2 separate regions of the Sus scrofa genome follow, and region 2 is linked to region 1. The links are chromatin contacts, called in public HiChIP or PLAC-seq maps. All regions are on one chromosome and are shown on one strand. Each heading gives the region's core, a stretch centred on a gene start, on an enhancer-like site or on the middle of the called end of the contact. The rest is flanking DNA. Distances are from core to core; before and after follow the strand shown.

Evidence for each region. HiChIP or PLAC-seq counts read pairs in DNA pulled down with a chosen protein or histone mark.
Region 2: an H3K27ac HiChIP or PLAC-seq map of alveolar macrophages shows a contact between it and region 1. The contact joins the promoter of EPB41L2 here to the promoter of AKAP7 in region 1. A contact is called at or near these places in 2 of 47 Hi-C or Micro-C datasets (fetal heart ventricle and heart right ventricle) and 1 of 2 datasets of contacts at active chromatin or transcription factors (alveolar macrophages).

What each region holds. Positions count from the first base shown.
Region 1 is chr1:32,360,372-32,364,796 of Sscrofa11.1, forward strand. It overlaps AKAP7 (A-kinase anchor protein 7), which reads right to left and starts at 1,782. Exons shown (of 9, transcript XR_002342908.1): 1 at 1,375-1,782.
Region 2 is chr1:32,416,347-32,420,771 of Sscrofa11.1, forward strand. It overlaps EPB41L2 (band 4.1-like protein 2), which reads left to right and starts at 1,864. Exons shown (of 18, transcript XM_021088293.1): 1 at 1,864-2,052.

The DNA.
Region 1 (4,425 bases), core at 532-3,031:
TGCATACATCTAAAATATATTACAAAACCATACATGAAGTATATATACACTAATATTTGAATATACATGCATTTTAGAAAATGATTTTGTCACAGACCAATAGGGGAAAACAAGGATACTTCATCCTTTGTCACACAAAATGCAAGCTTCCTATTTGGATAACAAAGTACAACTTTATTAGGCAAGATTCTCTTCAATTCACTCGACTAGGTATACAGCAGGGAGACTTCCCAAGAGCCAGTGGAAAGGGTTAATCCCATCATTCATGCTGGTCTTGGCCTAGCTACTAAAAATAGAAACATCTTACATCTGGAGAAATATTGAGCTGGGTGATAATCAACAAGTCACCTGACCTCCATGTTTTGGTTTCCACATCGTTTAAAAAATGAACGAGAAAGAGAACAAAAGTACAATCCAAATCACTATAAATACACAAAATAAGCCAATAATATCCGAAATGAAATGTAAGAAGACAAACAAACATCTTAAAGGCACATCATCAGGATTCGAACGTTGGCCATACACTAAAAGCACTCAAGACACCGGGATGTGAAACCTTTCTCTTTGACAACCCCCTATGCGTTCACTTCGGTAACCGCATCCATCTCAAAACTCCCGCTCTCAGCATCCACCTACAAGGTCTTCGCTTTTCCATTCTCTTAACTCTTGTAAACTATTGTATAACATTTTCACGCCTTTTATACCTTTTTAAGCGTTTATACTACAAAAATCTCACGGAAGAGCACCTTTTCTCTAACCGGTTTGTTGGTCCCTTTCACCAAAAGTTCGGCCTCTAACCCTCGCTCTACCCACAAAGTTCAGTTCACAGGAAATGCTGACTTAAACTAGAAATTAATTCCCGGCCCTACCGCAGATTTGGCGCCAGTTTAAAGGGGTCTTAGAATAAAATCCTAGCAGGAAATCCTAAAAGTGGTGGTTCAGGTCTTTAATTTTGATAAAGTATAAAAGTGGAGTTTTTCTAGGTTTTGCTGGCCACACAAACACTGTCGGTGGGTGTGCGTTGGCATGAACTTTCCGAAAGGTCACAAACTCAGAAAGGAAAACGAAAGCGAAATTTAGGGTGCGAAACTTAGGGTGTTTCAAAGGTGAAACACCCCCGGCCTCTGTGGCAGCAGCAGTGCGTGCACTAACTGAAAGCCTTGCTTGCAGGCACTGATCACACCCCCAGTGCACGGCTTTCTCGAGGCTACACTGAGTCCCGCGCTGAGCCGGGAGAGGAGCCCCGGAGCAGGGCAGGCTCAGGGTCGCGCTGCAAGGTCTGGGGGAGAGACCAAGCCCTCCCCGAGGCCGAGCGGGGCCCACGCCTCCAGGCTCCAGTCGCCCCACCCGGCCCGCTCGGCCGCCCGGGCTCACCGGCTCCGGGGTGCTCCATGGTGGCGGCGCTAGCGGGCGGCAGGCCTCTGCAGCCGGCGACAGCGGCCGGGCGCTGCGGCCAGGGACTGGGCGCGGGGCGGAGGCGGGAGGCGGGGCGGGGCTGGGGGCCGGGCGGCGGCGCGCTGGGGCGGAGCGGGGGGCGGTGGCCGCGGCAGGCGGCGGGGGCTCGGGCCGCGGCGACCAGGCCTGCGGAGGCGCCGAGCCCCCAGATCTTCAATCCCCGCAGGAGCTGCATGCCCAGGCCGCGCGCCCGGAGGGAGTGGAAGGGGCCGACCCGATGTGGCCGCGGTACCCGGATTCCCGCGAGCGAGGGAGGCGGGGGAAGCCGCAACTACTGCGCGAGGGAGAGAAGAGGGCTCCTCTCTGCCCGGCGACGCTCCGCCCCCTCCTTGCCCCGCCCCCGCCGGGGACCTCTAAGGTCTTCCGCTGCGCTCAGTTCTTCCCAGTGCCCGGCCTTTCCTTCCCGTGCGGAGGGGGTGAGATTGGGCCCTTAAAGAAGGAACTCCCTGGTCTGGGTTCTCCTGAGAATCCATGTGTTTGGTTTTGCAAAGAGCTTTCAAAACACAGCGTTCTGCTTATAAAATACTTGGAAAGAGCGAGATGTGCAGGAATGAGACCTTGTCAGTTTGTATAATTAGATCTTTACTTTGCACTAAAGGAAAAAAAAAAAAGCCAAAGTTCCCTTGTGGCGTAGGGGGTTAAGGATCTGACCTTGTTGCAGGTCACATCTGGATCGCTGGTTTGATCCCTGGTGCAGAAACCTCCATGTGCCTGGGGTGCGGCCAAAAGGAAAAAAAAAGCCAAGTTGTAGCAGTGTCTCAAATTTTTAACCCTGGTTTCATGCCTAGAAATTAAATGGAAAGCAGCTATTTGTGGTTGCATATTAAAGGACTGACAACTAGGGGGAAAATTTTACTTAAAAAAAAAAAAAAAGAAACTTTGGGAATTTCCATTGTGGCTTAGCAGGTTAAGAAGACGACATAATTTCCGTGGGAATGGGGGTTCAATCCCTGGCCTCACTCAATGGGTTAAGGATCAGGTGTTGGAGGCAAGCTGTGGCATAGATCTCAGATGCAGCTGGGATCCAGTGTTGCTCTAGAGTATGCCTGCAGCTGCAACTCCATTTCAACCCCCCTGGCCCAGAAGGTTCCATATACTGCAGGTGCTGCCTTAAAAAGAAAAACAAAACCTTTTGATCTTGGATCAGAATTCTACTGGAAGAGTTCCCCTTGTGGCTCAGCAGGTTAAGAACCCCACTAGTATCCATGAGGATTCAGGTTCTACCCATGGCCTCGCTCAGTGGGTTAAGAATCTGGTGTTGCAGTGAGTTGTGGTGTAGGTCACAGATGCAGCTCAGATCCCAGGCTGCTGTGACTGTGGCGTAGGCCTGCAGCTGCAGCTCTGATTAGACCCCTGGCTTGGGAATTTCTATATGCTGCAGGTGCGGCCCTTAAAAGCAAATTCTTCTGGAGTTTTCTAAGTGCAAAGAAGCCAATCAGCAAGGAAAAGTAGATTCATCTTTCAACAAATTAATAGAGACTATCTTGGGAATGATAGCACTTGCCTTATCTTGAATGCATCCTATACTGAACATGGAAGCAAGGACTTGCGCACAACCCCAATAGTTGGCAGAAAGACCCTATACAACTAGTCATAAAGCTCGTTAATCTGGTTGTAAAATAATTCTACCAAGTTGAGTGTTTGGTTGACAGGTTCATTGCAATTATGGGCTGGCTAATTGGAGAAGGACAACAGGTTCCCCTAATGCCTACTACATCCTGGGGTTTTGCAGGTGAGTAAGATGGGTCTTTTTCTTAAGGAGCTGGTCACCTAACAGCAGAGAAAGAAACAGGAGTCATTGCAATAACTAGTCAACTAAAAGCTGCAAAAAGGAAATCCACGGTCAACATTGAAGGGGATCAAAATATGCCACTTTAGCATTAAAGATTATTTTGAACTAGCAGTAATTGAGAAACAACAGACACTCGAGGAATTTTTGCCTGCCTCCTTTCTGCCTAAAAGCAGGGCATAAATTTTATTTTGTGAAGGTGACGTGAATTTCCACTTGTAAAGGCTTTTCCCTCCCTTGGTTCAGAAGAGGAGAATAAATCTCTGCATAACAGACCTTACCTAACAACCCTTATTTACCACACTATTTCCTAGGAAGGCAGAGGCTGTTTTGTTTTTCCAAGTGCACAGTGGTTGTTCAGGGACTACTTATTGAATGAATGAATGAATGAATGAATGAATAAAAGTTTTATAACTATCAAATCTGTAATCATATTTGCTAAAAAAAAAAAAAGTAACACACCCAGATAAATTTCAAAAAAAGAAAAAAAAGAAAAGGAAATCAATATCATGGATAATCTTATTTCCCTAAAGCTTCACCAGCTTGAGGCTAATAACATCTGAATCTTTTTTCTTTTGGGCCAATCCCATGGCATGTGGAAGTTTCCAGGCCAGGAATCGAACCCTCGCCAGAGCAGTAACCAGAGCCACAGCAGTGACAGTGCTGGATCCTTAACCCCCTGAGCCACCAGGGAACTCCAACATCTAAATTTTTTTATTTTTTTTTATTTTTTTTTTTATTTTAGGGCCGAACCTGCAACACATGGAGATTCCCAGGCTAGGGGTCAAATTGGAGCTATAGCTGAAGGCCAACACCACAACCACAGCAACATGGAATCCAAGCCCAGTTCCAACCCACACTCCAGCCCATGGTAACACCAGATCCTCAACACACTGAAGCCAGAGATCAAACCCACATCCTCATGGATCCTAGTTGGGTTCATTAACTGCTGAGCCATGAAGGGACGTCCAACATCTAAATCTTGATAGTTAAATGAACCTATTTGCTCAAGCCAGAACTCCAACCCCTAGTAAAATCCTTCCAAAATATATTTCAGGTTCCACACTATGACATCACTAATGAAGCATTCAGGCTGTGACCCATGCCCAGGCCTTGCCTCACTGAACTCCACTGGTCCAGTCTTCTTTCCAAGAAGTCCTCTTTCCTCACCAGACATCAGC
Region 2 (4,425 bases), core at 614-3,113, 56 kb after region 1:
ACTATGTCCTGCTGTTTGTCCAATCCTGTCTTCTTGCATGGACTACCACCTGCTGTTTGCTGACATCTGTATGGTACCATGTTCCATCTGTTCTCTTCACTTCCTTATGGCTTCTAGTATTTGATTTTCCTACCTTTAGTTCCTGCTAGGTCTCCACTGAATCTGCTACACTCTGTTGAGGCCAAGTAAGGCTGTGTCCAAAACAGAGTCTAATTCTTTCACATGAAAACATTTAGATATTTGATAGCAGTCTTTCCATCACTTTTTTTTTTGGGGGGTCTTTTTGTCTTTTGAGGGCCCCACCCACGGCATATGGAGGTTTGCAGGCTAGGGGTCCAATCAGAGCTGTAGCTGCTGGCCTACACCACAGCCACACCAGATCTGAGCCGCGTCTTCAACCTATACCACAGGTCATAGCAATGCCTGATCCCTAACCCACTGAGCGAGGCCAGGGATAGAACCCGCAACCACATGGTTCTTAGTTGGATTTGTTTCCACTTCACCATGACGGGAACTCCTCCATCACCTTGACTCATTTATCTCTTTAGGCTAAGTCTTGCTGGCTCCCACATTATTAAGGTCTCTCATCTATGCATATAATTCAGCTTGTCAATGTTCCTCTTAAAAGGTAGTGTACAGAAGTGATACACAGACTGCAGCAGAGGATACAGTAGGGATATAATTTCCTTTTTTTTTTTTTTTTTTCTCTTTTCATTTTTTGGCCACCCTTCAGCATATGGAGCTCCCTGGCCAGGGGTCGATTCCAGCCACAGTTGTGACCTAAGCCACAGTGCTGTAATGCCGGATTTTTAACCCACTGTGCCAGGCTGGGGATTGAATCCGCATCCCAGCACTCCCAAGATGCTGCCAATCCTGTTGTGCCACAGCGGGAGCTCCTACACTTTCCTTTGATAAGAGAATTATGTTTTATAAATTATGTTATTTATCTTAATGTCAATTAACATTAATGTTATTACACTGCACTAACATTTTAAAGGGGTTTCATCAGAGTTAGATCAAGGTTCTAGGGGCTTTAAATCTTATGTAACTTTAGGGGTTCCTTAAAAAATTACAAGTATAGAGTTAATTTCAAGGCCTGTAAAAATGAAGGATCTTCATTTCATTGTAAATCTGCCTGAAAGTTCATAATAGTTCATAATAGCATTGTCCCCTAATATTCCAGGTCTTCTTTATCAGAACTGCTTTCTAGTCAGCCTTCCTCTCTGTCGTAGTTAGTGCAACTTACTAAGTTTTCCTTTGGTACTTAGCAGAGGGAGCATTAATTAAGTTAACTCATATGAGGGACTGAGAATAATGCTTGGCACATAAAGCACACAATAAATGTCAGATTTTATTATTTTTATTACACACTGGCAGGACCTTAGTCAATAACTTATCTCCTGGACTCTTTCTCTTTGATGTAATGAAAAGGTTAGAAAAGGTTCTGTTTAGGAAAGAAACGAGGACTTTGGCGAAGGTGCAGTCCCTAAAGACCTCAGTAGAGGTGGGAGAAGGCAAAGGACCAGAGCTGCCCTTGTGGCCGATGCTGGAGGCAATGACCTGGACAACCCATCTGACATGCCGATGTTCAGCAAAGAAGAAATAAGTAGCATCTGGAAGAAAATGGTCTCCAAGAACGGGGAAGTAGCCTTTTTGTGTGTGCATGTCTTTCCACAATTGGCCTCAAGCTAGGTTTCCAGCCTCTTCTTCAGCCACATCCTGCTCTGTAATCCAGGCTTCCAGGCCTCTGCCTGAAGTTCCTACCCACTCTTTGGGTTCAGCGTAAAAGCCCCTCCTCCAGGGGGCTTCCCCATTCCCTCCCGGCCCTCCCACAGGAAGAATAAACGGTTCCCAGTTCACTGCCCTCTCTGCGAAAGCACTTTTTCCACTCCAGACTGAGGAGCACCTAGTTTTCCTGATTTCTGTATCACCGGGGCCTAGCCTGGGGTCTGCCACCGAATAGGTGCTTAATAAAGATTTAGCCAATGAGTTCATTTTGAAGAACTAACTTTTGAAAGTTGATAAAAGAGGATTTAGGATCGGGATTCGCGGGTAAGAACGCCTTGCACACAGGCATGAGCAGTCACTATTCAGGGCAGCTCTGAGGGCGAGACACGTCTTACCAGCCCCGGGAGCCCGGCCACTACGCGCGGCGAATCCCTCGGGAAGGGTCGCTCGAGGGGGCGCGGGGGCGTGGCCTGGGCGCAGGGGGCGTGTCGCGGCCCGCGGGGGTTTCCGCACCGGGGGCGCGTCTCGCGGGGGCGCGGGAGGGGCTTCCGCCGCGAGGGGGCGGGGCTGGAGAGCCGAGTCCTCTGACGGCCCCAGCCGGGGAATTTCAATTTGAAACCCAGCGGAGGGAGGAGGCGGGCGCGGCGGGCTGGCGGCTGGGGCCGAAACGGGACGCATCTCCGCGGCAAGCGAGCTCCTGAGTGCGGCGCCCGGGTAAGGAGGCGTGCGGAGCTGGGGGATGGCGGGGCCGGGGCGGAGGAGTCCGAGCCGAGCGTCTAGTTGCTGCGGAGCTGCCGGGCGACGCGGATTTTTCCTCTGGCTGCATCTGGGAAGCTGATCCCAGGCAGGAAACTGTGGCGGGACGGCCCCGCCGGGAGGGGGAGGGCGGCCGGCTTTGGGGTTTTCTGCGACTCCTTCTCTCTCCTCTTCTCCAATCCCACCTCAGGGACCGGGTCCTGTTGCTCCAGGCCGGATCCCCGCTTCCCGGCTCCACTGCGGTCCCCCACCTCCCCCTTCTCGGGAGTCGGGTGAGGTAGGAGTAAGGCGAAGACTGCGCCGACCACGCCGGGGTGCGGTGGGCTCGGGGGTCACGCGTCCCGGGCTGCTGGAGGGGTCTGGCTCCATCCCAGGCGCGGGCCGCGGCGCGCGAGCCTCTCCCGGCTCGGAGCGGCCGCCCGCCTTCGACCGCTTGGTGATGAGCGCCGGGGCTCTGGCGGCGGCGGCGGCGGCGGCTTCCCTCAGGAGGATGATTTTGGAAGGGGAAACGCGGGCGAGGACGCCGCGCGTCCCTGGGCCGTCCGCGTGCGTGGGCGCTGCGGGGAGCCTGGCGAGGGCGGCGCGTCTCCCGCACTCGTGGCGCGAGTTCCCCGCCGGCGCTCGTTAGGTCCCGCAATTCGCAGGCGACCCGGCGAATGCGGAGAGGGACGCATGTTTTGCTCTCTGCTCTTTGCAGTGCTGGCACCCAGGCCATCGCACCACCGATGGCTTATTTTTCTCCTCCAGATGTGAGTCCGGAGGGTTGGGGCATTTTTAGATGAGCTGCCCGCGGAAGGAGCAGGAGGAGAGCAGAACGGAGCGAGCGGGATTGGAATTGGCATCTAAATCCCCCGCCGGAGACGATGCCCCCAGTTAGCCCTGATGTCTGCGGGGGAACGTCTGTCAATATGCTACCCAAGATCGCTCATCTCCCTTGGGGTCAGGGTTTTTTGGTGAGGTTAGAAGAGCTGTCGCCTAGAATCTCTTAGTTTGGGGAGGGGTATCTGACCTAGGACGCCTTAAATTGCATTTCCCAGCATCACCACCGCTGCCCGTTTTTAAGATCCCTGGTGAGGTGTGAGCGACGGTAGAAACTAGTAGAGCTGTGGTTATATTTTCTCTTTTCTGAATCACATCTTTTCCTCAGTTTTTTGAACATCCTGAATCTTTAATGGCATGTGTATGTCAAGCGTCCTGTTCTTCTTACTGTTATTTAAGCTTTTTTTTTTTTTTTTGTGAATCTTTACCAGTTTTCCCTTTATTCCTCTATCTTCCTCGGTTCCTTCATTTTCCCCTTTATTTTTCCTTCTGTCACTGGAATCCATAATTTCTATATTCTCTATTTATAATACTTTATTAAGAACTAGAATTTTAACCCATGTTTTATTATGTTTCCCCTTGGGTTTATCACTCGGGGGAAACTGAGTCAGTTTCTTGGCCTTAGGAGCTGAGATTTAAAATTCTCAGGCTTTGAACAGGTTTTACTGGAAAACGAATAGCACTTAATCCTCTTCAGTTTGCCTTTGCAGGGCTCTTTGCTCTGAGAAATCATTGGATTGCTGTTGCAGCCACTGATGGGGCTGCATTGCAATGCATTCTTGGATTGTGATAAGGGCCAACTGAGTACATCCATCAGGCTGCCACAACTTTTAAAGAGCACGGCGGTGATACCTGTCAGAGCTCCAGGTGTCCTAAAATTCAACTTGAGAACCACCATCAAACCTCAGATAATGACTTTTTGGAGGTTATTGGAGAACTGTACAAGTGGTAGTGGCTTGGAACAATGGTGTGGATTTAGGGCTGATTTAATCCTATCCTGTCTTCCTCACTTGTTGGGCAGAATTCCCACTGAAGTCAGTAGTGGTCTTGTGTGCGGAAGGACTGCTGAGAACAAGAGGCTGCTCATTTAGAGTAATGGGAGGGGGACAGTTTCTTTCCTTT